Regions from separate parts of the Sus scrofa genome. Here region 1 is linked to region 2. Evidence: chromatin contacts called from public HiChIP or PLAC-seq data. All regions are on one chromosome and are shown on one strand. Each heading gives the region's core, a stretch centred on a gene start, on an enhancer-like site or on the middle of the called end of the contact. The rest is flanking DNA. Distances are from core to core; before and after follow the strand shown.

What was found. HiChIP or PLAC-seq counts read pairs in DNA pulled down with a chosen protein or histone mark.
Region 1: a contact with region 2 is called in an H3K27ac HiChIP or PLAC-seq map of skeletal muscle. The contact joins two enhancer-like sites. A contact is called at or near these places in 1 of 47 Hi-C or Micro-C datasets (skeletal muscle) and 1 of 2 datasets of contacts at active chromatin or transcription factors (skeletal muscle).

The regions. Positions count from the first base shown.
Region 1 is chr9:20,543,719-20,549,383 of Sscrofa11.1, forward strand. It overlaps a transcript of ME3 not described here. Among named protein-coding and RNA genes, the nearest start is that of PRSS23, 57 kb to the right of the region's middle. Within about 2 kb of position 2,978, at least 46 of the 83 cell types and tissues checked have an H3K27ac peak or open chromatin away from gene starts, as enhancers often do. A contact at or near this core is called in skeletal muscle, where this site is marked.
Region 2 is chr9:20,389,922-20,395,501 of Sscrofa11.1, forward strand. All of the region lies in intron 4 of ME3 (malic enzyme 3), which reads right to left. LOC102159627 (a long non-coding RNA gene) reads left to right here. Exons shown (of 4, transcript XR_305241.3): 4 at 2,250-3,171. Among named protein-coding and RNA genes, the nearest start is that of ME3, 96 kb to the right of the region's middle. Within about 2 kb of position 1,535, at least 11 of the 83 cell types and tissues checked have an H3K27ac peak or open chromatin away from gene starts, as enhancers often do. A contact at or near this core is called in skeletal muscle, where this site is marked.

The DNA of each region.
Region 1 (5,665 bases), core at 1,728-4,227, 160 kb after region 2:
AATCAGCCCAGGTCCTGCAGGCTTTTCTGAATGTTTTGGAATGACCCAGCTTTTCACCACAGATTCTCCTTCTGTTTCTGCAACACAGCTTCCTGCTCTAACCTAGAACAGGCGTGCCTTTACCATAGCTGTTAGGGCTTGGTCTCCATCTGTTGACCCCTTCCCCCATTTGTAGCATTGTCTCTAACTTCCCAAGACTCCAGTAACCTACCTCCCCCTCCCACCCCCAGATTAGCCCTCAGACCCTGACATTCTCAGGGACACAGCTCACCCATTCAGCTTTCCAGGCAATGACGCTGCAAAGTGTACAGACAGGTGACTGATGGGGAGAGAGAGAGAAGGCTGTGTATGTTTGGCCAAGTATTTGTTTACAACGATTTCTGGCATCTGGAGTAATTTTTGCTTTTTATTAAACACATCTCTGTATTCTGTAGTTGACGTGCAACTTGGCCTGAACTTCTTGAGAGGAATTTTGGGACTTTTGCCAAACGACAACACAGGGCTTCATATTTATGTTATAAAAGCCAGCAGTGTCATCATAGACAACTTCCTTCCTTTGTTGGAGCAATTTTCAACAAAACAGATCACAGCATTATCCAGGACAGTAAACTACACCCTCCACCCCTTTAATGTTATTGACAACAGCAAGGCAGAGCTTGTAAGTCATATCCACATGGAAAACATTGGCTTCAATGCATCCTGTTGTGAAATCCTCAAGCAAGGGGGTTACAGCACTGACAAGAGAGAAATTAACAAACATCAAGAGGGGAAAGAAAGATTCCAAATGGAGAAAGACAAAAGAGGGAGAAGTTCAAAAGGCCACAGGCCAGAATGTCCTGTGTATACTCACAATTCTGGCTCTCTTAAATCAAGAGTAGTTGATAATAGCAACTATTTGTAAGGTATTTTCCATGTGCTTGGCATGGCTTAATTACATATCATATTTATTTGATCTTCCTTACAGTCTTGGGAAGTGGGTATTATTTCTCTCATTTTATAAGGAAAATTAAGGTTCAGGGAGGTAAGAAGCCTTGCCCAAAGTCATATGTCCTGGAAGTGGAACAGCTGGAATGCAGAAATATGCAGGTCTAGAACCTTCCATACTGTATTCTCTCTTACTCCCTGCTGATGGGCTGCAGCCTAGAGACCCTGCACCCGTGGCCACAGCTGACCGGAGAAGGCTTGGCCACCTGGCACAAGGGCAGTTTATTCAGGGGGTGGCCAGCAGCCTATGACTGTGTGGTCAAGTGCAAAAATGTGATCTGAGCCCATCTGGCCCCTCTCTTATGATTTTACATGTTAGAAAAAATCACAGCTACTGAGTTATGGAAGCTGAGCTAAAGGTAATGAGATGCACTTGATACGAGGGTAGCCACAGGTGAACAGAAGTGAGGAAAACCACAGGCAGAGAGAGGGGAAGTCAGAATCGATGCACAGAAAGAAACAGAGATGTTAAGAGAAAGTGAGTTTAAAATCAGAGAGAGGAGTTCCTGCCATGGCTCAGTGGTTAACAAATCTGACTGGCATCTGTGAGGACATAGGTTCAAAGCCCCGGCCTTGCTTAGTGGGTTAAGGATCCGGCGTTGCCATGAGCTGCGGTGTAGGTTACAGACATGGCTCGGATCCTGTGTTGCTGTGGCTGTGATGTAGGCCAGCAGCTATAGCTCCAATTTGACCCCTAGCCTGGGAACCTCCATATGCTGTGGGCGCGGCCCTATATAGCAAAAAAAAAAAAAAAAAAAAAAAACCAGAAAATCAGAGAGAGATACAGAGAGACATGGAGAGACAAAGGGAGAAAGACCAGGGCAGGGACTCAGAGCCAAAGAGAATGGAACCTGGGGCTAGCCTCTTGGCCTCCTGACAGAGCCCTGATTTTAAGCCCCAGGAGTCCTTTCTACACCCTGGCACCTAGCCTTGGGTTCCCGTAAGGTCTCTGGAGCCTCACAGCAACCCTTTCTACATGAGCTCATGAGAGTGCACCTCTGTTGCAACCCCAAAATTCTGACTTCAGCAGTCTGATGCCAAAGCCATTCTTACTCCACCTGACCAGACACCTCCTACCCGCTCATTCACAGTAAGGGCAATACCCAAAATGTGCCACAAGGACAGTCGAGAAGCCAAGTTTCCACAGACCGAGTTCCGCGTCTCTGCTGCTTTGGTTATCCTTCTGCTACCACCATCCCTGAGTAAAGACTGGGTCTCTGTCTCCAGGCCACTCTCTACCAGTCCCAGCTTCCCCTCCAGGTCTGCTCTCCAGGCCTCCTGCCACCATGGTTACAGCAGCTCGAAGGTCATCAAGCCAGGTGGTCGGCCCTGAACACTGCCTCCCCTGTCATTCCTACATGTCTTCTCTCCCAGCACTCAGAAGTGGGCTTTGTAAAGTCCAGGAATTAATCTGGATAGAGTGTAAGTAAAAGCAGAGGCTGTTTTGTCAAGAGATTAAGATGTGAGCAGACCCTGGCTTCTTGTCTGGATTCTCTTCCTAACTGGCTGTGTCACCTTGGGCAAGCTGTCGACTTCTCTGCGTCTTGGATTGCTTGGGTATCTATACAATGACAGGGAGGGCAGATGACATGCAGCTCTGACTTTCAAAAATCCCAATTTCAATGCCATCCCCTTTGATGGACATTTGGAGAAGGGGATCTTGGATCCTTTCTGGGATTTGTGCTTAATCATCACATCTGTTCTGGTTGCAAGTGTCCAAAAAGTAACTATATATAGCAGCACTGACCAGATTGTACAAAAGGAGCCAAATTCGCAGGGAAGGCATGAATACACACTAAGTGAAGATTCAAGCAAAAGGAAGGAGGATCTCATACCTAAGAGAAGGCTTGTGGCACCAACAGCTTTAGGAACTCGTGGGCAACTGTGTGAACAACAGAGGTGCAAGGGCGTGTGCATTGCTGAATTCGCACATTTCTAAGGCATCTATCACAGCAGGCCGGCTTGCAGGCTTTATTTAGGTAAAACTCCCATTGAGCTTCAACTCCCAGGGCCCTGTCTGACTCAGAGCTTCAGAATCTTGGCCTGTGGTGCGATGAGTCATGGTGATGAAATTTTAAGAGAAAAGGACATTCTTAAAATTAGCTTTGAGACAGCAACTGGCAGTACTTTTGCCCTGTAAGAGCCTTTTCCAGGTTATTTTAGTTGGTGTCCTCTTTAAAGGGACCCAGAATGGCTGGGTGAATTCTGCCTGTGGTTCCCCAGCCCTTGGTCCTTCAGATTCCTAGCACTCCAGACGTTCTCGCTCATTCCTTTCAAGGAAGCAAGTGAAGGACGGGGCCACTGACCCTCAGGCCTGGTCTGACCTTCACACTTCCGCCTGTGATCTTGTGATGGTTCCAAGAGGGGCTGGAGCTCCCAGAAGAGCCTAAGGCTAGGGCTGGACTGGGTCAGGTTGACCACCCCAGCGCTAGAAGTTCCACCAGCAAACAAAGATGGAGTGTGAGGGTCTCCTCTTACCCAACCTCACAATTCCTCTGACTCTGCACAGGCCCACTTTGTGCCTTTTGACCAAACCTCCTCCCAGGGCAGGAAATCAAAGCTGACACTGACTTTGCAGTCAGAATATTTCCATGAGCAATGAGATGTGGATGAACAATTTCTCCACTGTTCCCTGGACAACAGAGGGTTCTGTTGAAACCGGGCAGGCGTGGCTCAGCTCCCATTCTTATTTCCCCTGATGGAGAGCTTGCCCTCCTCAGTGTCTCCGGCCCTCCTCAGGGACATGCTGTCCTATGGGGACAATTGGGATTTCCCTCAAAAATCCAAATGGACAAAGAGCTACCCAGGGCTTCAGGGAACCTGACTGGAGCTGCAAGTAGAAACCAAGGGCACAGGACAGCTGTTGAGATTTGAGAAGGCCCAACAGGTATAAATATACCTCCCTTCTGTCAAGTCCCTTCTAGCAACATGTTTACATTCATTTAATCATTCATTTAACAGGAAACGGCTGCAAACCAACCATACACCATCACGATGCTGCTTACAGGGACTATTGGCATGAATAGGCTAGAGTTGCTGCCCATGGACCACTCATGTTTTAATATGGTGGATCCTGGTAAGCAATCTGTTGTAGTATGAGATGAGGCGGTGTGCTACAATAGAGGCTCATACAAAATATTATGAGATACAGAGAGAAGGAATGGAAGGTAGGCACCAAGAGAAAGGTGAAGGTTTTTATTAATAATTAAGAAAATGAACAAAAAACAGGTAACACCTCTTCTGGTTTGTGTTACTGGTATGTTGATCAAGCATGATTCATGGCACATGATAAATGCAACTTTATCATTGATTCCTCCTATCCTGGTTCTTTCCCCCCACCCCTACTGGTTTATGGTCAAAGCCACAAGCAAGAGGAAAGGCAGGGATAGGAAGGCTTTGATTTGAGTCTAGCCTTTGGCCAGAGAAAGCATCCCTGGCTGGGCCAGAGCAGGACTCTTCTCATGCAGCCAGGCCATGGGTTCTTCCCCAAAAATTAACCTTCGGAGCTCCTTGCTCACAACCCAGGTGAATTTTTTTCTATCCAAGGGTTTACCTGGAAGACTGTGGGGTGGGGTTGTGACCTGGATTAAGAAGAGGGAGCTGTACACTGAAGTCCTCAGCACAGTTGAGAAGTCACTCCATGTTTCTTCGCACAGAGAATTTCTTCCTCTGCAGGGTGCTGTCCCACTCTGAAAGCCCATTGCCCCAGGAAGCCACCCACCAAGTGCAGGATCCTCACTCAGCATCCACACAGCAGCATCAGGAATGGATGCTGACCTCACCAAGTTTCCTTGGTCCTGGCCCATCTGTGAGCACCCCTGACAGGGTAAAAGATGTTCCCATGAGCCAAAGGAGAGGTACACAGCCTGGGATCCCTGGTTCCCCACCACATCACTAACCTTCTGCCACATCCATGGAAATCCATTTCAGGATCCTAACAGCCAAACTAGGACATGAAAACTGAGTCACAGATTGGTGACTCACCAGTGAGAGACCACACATTGAGTCAGGCGGAGGAGACCTGGGGACAAGCTTTTGAAATTGGAATTCTCTGGACTGCCTCTAGAGAACCACCCTTGCAGGCAAGAAAGCCCCAGGGTAAATGGGTGGGAAGGCAGGTCGAGACACCAGACTCCACCGGATGATGACATGCTTTGGCTTTTTGTATGGTTCTCTGAGAGCCTGGGGTTTTGTGCAACAGAGTCTAATGCTGTTTTGTATTTTCCAATTCTACTTACTGATAACAAGTTTGTCAATCTCCTTAGATCTGCCACCTGCCCTCGGTGACTCATCACTGTTCATTTCATTATCTATGACCTTGAATGCAGAAGGACTGTCGGGGGACAGGGCGGTGACATAGAGCAGCAGTTGAGGACATAGCCTTGGTTATAACACGAACTTGGGTTTGAAACCTGGCATCACATGTGATGGCATCTTGAGTAAGGCACTTGCTTCATTTTTTTCCATCACTAAAGAAGAAATAATAGTGCACTGGAAGGGTTGCATGCAGGAATAAATGAGACACTGTTTCGACACAGCCTAGAATGTACTAAGTGCTCTATGACTGGATAAAGCTCATATCATTAACGCAGGATCTGAGTTTTCATTGATGATTTCTATTCCTTAGAAACTTGCTATTTGCTTACAAAGTTAGACAACTATTTATCATTTATTTGGAAGC
Region 2 (5,580 bases), core at 285-2,784:
CTGCGAACACAGGAGAAACACAGGGAATTGGCTCAGCTGTGATGTGTTCGACAAATTAGTCTTAGTTTTCATCTGGGTAAAGTAACAAGCACCCTGTGGGCTGTTGCAGGCTTCAGAGATCAAGGACACAAAGTACCTAACCTGGGCTCACCAGGAGCCTTGTAAGCATTCGGCAAATAATAGCTGTTAATATCCTGTGTACCTGTCACCGGCCGGTGTGCAGAAACCCACGTGTCTGCAGATAAGCTCAGGGCCAAGGGCTGCTGGCTTTGACCAAGTCCAAGTTTGTTCCTCGGGTATCTTCCACAGAGCCTCCCCTGGGGAAACCAAGTCCCTCTTCCTGCCCTCACCTTTCTAACTAACTCATCCCAGCCCCCCGAAGCTGCACAGGAACCTGCTGATGGCTCTGCCAGTTAAGCACAAGCACAGATCATTCAGGTCAGAGTGGGCGGCACTGCGATGCCCTGAGCCGCCTGCACCTGACGCTCCTGGGCAGGGAGACTGGTCAGAGGACAGATCCTAGAGGAGGTGCGTCAGGTGGATCACAGCTGCTGAGCATCTTCAGGGCCTCCTTACGTGCTGAATCTCTCCCAGTCCTCACAAACAGCCACGTGAATGGGCATTATTTTCATTTTACGCATGAGGAGACGGAGGGCGCCCTCACTGTCCAAAGTCATCTTTTTGAACGGGGGGACTCAAGGTCAAGTCTGCCTGGCTTCAAAGGCGGTGCTCCTCCCACTCCCTGCAAGCCAGCCCTCATCACCCACACAGGTAGGACCCCACACGGAGGCCAGGGAGTGTCAGGTCTCCAGGTGTGTGTGCACGTCACTTGGAGCCTGGAGCTCGAGAGGACGAGAAGGGTAAGGGCTGGGCTGAGCTGGGCTGGTCCAAGGGAGGCAGCTGGAAGGGAGAATATTCAATCACACTGCACAGCAAGCCACACCCTCCGGGCTGCTTCTCCGCACCTGTCCTGGTTGAGCCGCATTCCTCAGCCTGGCCTCCCCTCTGGCTTTCACCTCTTCCCTGTCACACACGAGTGACCTTGGGAGGCTTTCCTCCAAGCCAGGCTTGCCAGGACCCATGGCCCCTGGAGGTGCATGCAAAGCCCAGAACCTTCTGCTGTGTCTCATCTGCCCAGGGGTACTCAGAGGTCCCGGAGAAACTCTGGCATCTGGCTCAGGGCTGTGAGTCGAGGCGACACAGGGCCCCAGGGGTGGGGGCTTCCATTTTAGCCTCAGGCTGGACCTAATTAGCTTTGGTTGGAGGCCAGGCCCTTTGACAGAGGGCTTCATTATTCCCAGAAACCTGGCAGGAAGGTTTATCATTTTGGACACTGAGAAGGAGCTGGCTCTCTCCCTGGTGGCCTTGGCCCTGTCCTCCCTTCAGTTGCTCGTCCATAAAACCATTCCCAACCAGGCCTCAGAGGAAGCTCAGGGCTGCAGTGGAGCCCAGACTTTCCTCCCCCTTAGGAGCAGGGCAGGTAAGGAGTCAACACCTGAAAAGCAGCCAAACCGAAACACGGTGCGGCAGCTCAGAATGCCACGTGTCAGATAACTTCACTGGGTAATCATCCAGAGAGGGCTTTGCGCAAAACAGGTGCGGGAAGTCTGTACCAAGAGCAGAGGAATGAATCCAGGAGTCAGTTCAGTCTGCCCTGCCTGCTGCAGCCCCCTCAGTGGCCCAGGATGTGCGGCTCAGTGCCTCCAGGGAGAAGCTCTGGAAAGGGCATAGAGAATCCCCACTTCACAGCCCCGGGCAGTCAAACTCCAGGAGCTGCAAGGATGCCCCATCCTGATCACCCACCAAATGTGTACAGACCCAAACTACAGCCAGCAGCAGGGTGTGGCGGTTTCCTTTCCACTCTCTGGTTCAGAAGGTGTGGGGTTTTGTTTTGTTCTGTTTTCATCAGCCACACCCACAGCATGCGGAAGTTCCCAGACCAGGGATCGAACCTTTGCCACAGCTGTAACCGGAGCCACAGCAGTGGCACAACGCTGGATCCTTAACCTGCTGAGCCATGAGGGGACTCCCAGACCACGTGGGAGTCCTGGCTCTGCTGGTTATGAGCTGTGTGGCTCGGGGCAAATTTCCTCTGTGCCTCGGTTTTCCCATCTACAAACAGGACGATAGTAGAGCCCACCTCTTAGGAAGGCTGTGATAATTAAACAAGGTAATCAATGTAAAATTTTAGGATAGGACCTGGCCTTTGGCAAGCAGTGATTACGATGATACTTTTCTTCTGGTTCTAGTTGGACTGTAAGGTTCCTGCTGGGATGATCGCACACCTGTTTTCGAGGCTACATGTCCAGCTTCTGTGGCACCATCTCTACACTCACTCAGGCCTGACGGCTTCTCTGGGCTCAAGGGGTGGGCAGGGCCCTGTTTCCACCCACATGGACCCTCCCACCCCCCGCTGCTACGGCCCTCTCCATCACTGACCTACTGCAGAACCATCAGGGAGAACTGGCCCTTGGTGCCAGGGAGAAATCCCCTTGGTGCGATGGAGACCAAGGACTGGCCATCTCCTCCTCCGCCCCTCTGGTCCCCTGTGTCACCCATCGTGAGGTTCCAGAGGCCTTACAGTCTAGCACGAGGGACATGAGAGTGCTTGGGTCACTGCAGACTAAGACTTTCTGCCTCAGTTCTTTGGCCGCATCTTTCATGACTCAGCTCCAATGTCATGTCATGTCTGTGGTGTGGCTTTCCCCTAGGCCCACAGCCAGAAGTCTCACTGCACCAACTTCTCTCTAATTGAGCTCTCAGATAAGTTCCTTTCCTCTGGCCACCTCAGTTTCTTCATCTGCGAAATGGAGATACTGTTACCAAACTCATCTCACAGGACATTGGGAAGATCCATGATAAGCCCATGGATGGAAGAGCCCAGTTCCTCTGCCCTTGCCCCCCCCCCTTGCCATGCAGCGGAGATGGGGAGACACCCTGAGTGAGCTGACTGCCCATCTGTCCACAAAGCTGATAAAACCAAGCTCTTTCCAGGATGGCCATTTCCTCCTCCCTACCCATGGAATTCCTATTCAGCCTTCGAGGACCAGCTCAAATGTCATCTCTCCTTCGAAGCCTTCCTGCGGTCCCCAGAGAAAGCACATTTTCCTCTCCCTTGCGCTCCTCTAATTCTTCATTCCCATTAAATCTCTTGTTTCCTTTTAACTTTTATGATATTTAACTTATTATTGCTTGAGGTCAAGAACCGTATTTTATTCTTTGGGGGTAATAACTTCCTAGTGTGTAACATGATGCCCAGCACCTAGTAATGGCTCCATAAATGTTCATGAGCTCAGTTTCTGTCTTGCATGTTTCCTGGATTCTGGAGTGGACCCTGGAGGCAAATTCGACCTTCACCAGCCCGATACTGGTTTATCTGAAGCCAACAACTGAATTTACAATCTTGTCCACAGAGTCCATGGTGAAGGGCTCCTGGGAGTGGGAGGTGGACGTGGGATGGCCTCATGTTTCCACAGCATCTCTGCCACAAGCCAGTGGCGGCCGTGAGCCATGCCTTGAGGGTCCAAGGACCTCTGTAGGAGACACTGGGTCTGGTGGAGCCAAATTGCATTTGTGGCTATGCATGTTAGTTCATTCCATGGTTGGTGACTCAATTTTCTTTGCAAAAATTTTACAAGCAGCTGTATAATATGACCCTGTATTTATCAGCCCTTCTTTCCTCCTGTAATAGTTACCGAAGGAAAGAGACTCTAACACTGATGCCAGGTACCTGGTCCACACTACCACATTTTATCCCCACTGTGATTATCTGAGGTGGGTGGTATTATTACCTCCATTTCATAAATGTGGGCAGTAAGGCTGAGAGAGGTTAAGAAACTCACCCAAGGTCAAGGAAACTAAACCTCAGGGCTGACTTCAGGGGCTTAGCTCTTTTTTCCCACTCAGAACACAACGCTACCTTCCCATCTGAGGGTCAGTTACAGACCAAGCACTGATCCAGAAACACAAATGGATCTCATGTGTTTCCTGCCCCCTCCAGAAATTTGGGTTCAATTAGGGGAGGCTGATACACAAATAATTAGAAACAGAAAGCGCCAAAAAGAAAACTAGGAATAGAAATATGTGTAATGGACTGTGGGGGAGGCTGAGAAAGAAGTGGGTTCAGCTTGGGATGGATCAGGGAGGGGATAGCTGACTCTCGGGGTGAGCAGGGGGGGGGGCTGCAGGATACGCTGAATTCTGATGGGTGGAGAAGGACGAAAGGTTCGAATGCAGAAGTCTGAGGCAGCGGGGACCACACGTGCCAAGGCCCGCAAAGAATGCCAGGCGACCCTGGGCATGGAGACTAGTGTTGCCAAGAATGTGGGATTTCTCAGGACGAGCGGGGCTGTGCCAGGTTTAGTTCTGTCAAAGTGTTGGACCTGTTTCATTAAGCCTGAGGCGGCTGCTGACAGCCTCCAAGGAGGGAAATGACAGCTTCTCTGTGCAGGATGGAGGACCAGCAAGGCCCCTTTTCTGAGTGGGAACTGGGAGGCGAGTAGCATGCTGCATCCTTCAGAAATGTACCGCCAGCTCTAAGGTCTCTGCCAGTACTGGTTTCAGGGATAAGAATGAGAGAACAGGAGTCTCTTTCCCACTGAAAGAGGCAGGCTGAAGGTCAGAACTGCTACGTGGCCTTGGTGCAGTGCCCACCCGCCAGGATGGCAGAAGCATGGCTGCCAGACACCTCCTTCGAGACCAGGATACGCCGCCGTCTACCAAGGATAATACTGGGGCCTCGCTGGGCTCGGCCTGCCATGCTCATCCCAGCTACTGCTTCAGAACCAGAAAACTCTTTTTCCAAATTAACACAAGATGTTCTAGAACCATGTTTCCATGTTCCTCACATAGCAGATGATGTGTAAACACAGATTTACAAATTCAATGTCATTACTTACACAGCTGTGCACAGTATGTTGCAGGATTACGTATTTTCACACCGACTGAAACAATGTTCCATGACAGCTAATAAACCCAGGCAGCTCTTGAATCATCAGTGCTAGAACTATGTGCTGATAATTACCTTGCTCTGAGGACCTTTTGGAAACCCTCCCATTTTTCCTTTTTAATATAAACAAAAATACACGGATGCTGATCCACCCCAAGCTGAACCCATGCTGAACACACCATGAAAAGAAAAAAAAGAAAAAAAAAAAGCTGGTGGATTAGAAAACTGCCCCCACATTCCTTGGCTCAGAGAGAAACTGTAATGCCAAATTTTTGCCTCATAAAATGACATTTGGAGAGGAATCTGAGTTAAGCCAAAGGAAGGCACACGGCTTCTTCGAATCAGCAAAAGAATTCAGTCTTTGGTGTCTAACACTCCATTATTCATGGGCCTGAATTGGCAGGAGAGCTGTTGGCACCTTGGAGACGACCAGGAAAGTGGGGTTTGGAGCCCGAGCGGGAGGGAGGGGCAGGTAGATAAGGGGAGAGGAATCATCTGAAATACCTCTCAGGCCAACCCTTTGGGGCTTTTATTACCAGGAAGTGGAGAAGCTCCACGATTCCCCTGCTAGACACCCTCTCGGCTCATTTCTCAGTGCATGAGGTCATTTTCCAGGGCAAGTGCTGAAAATC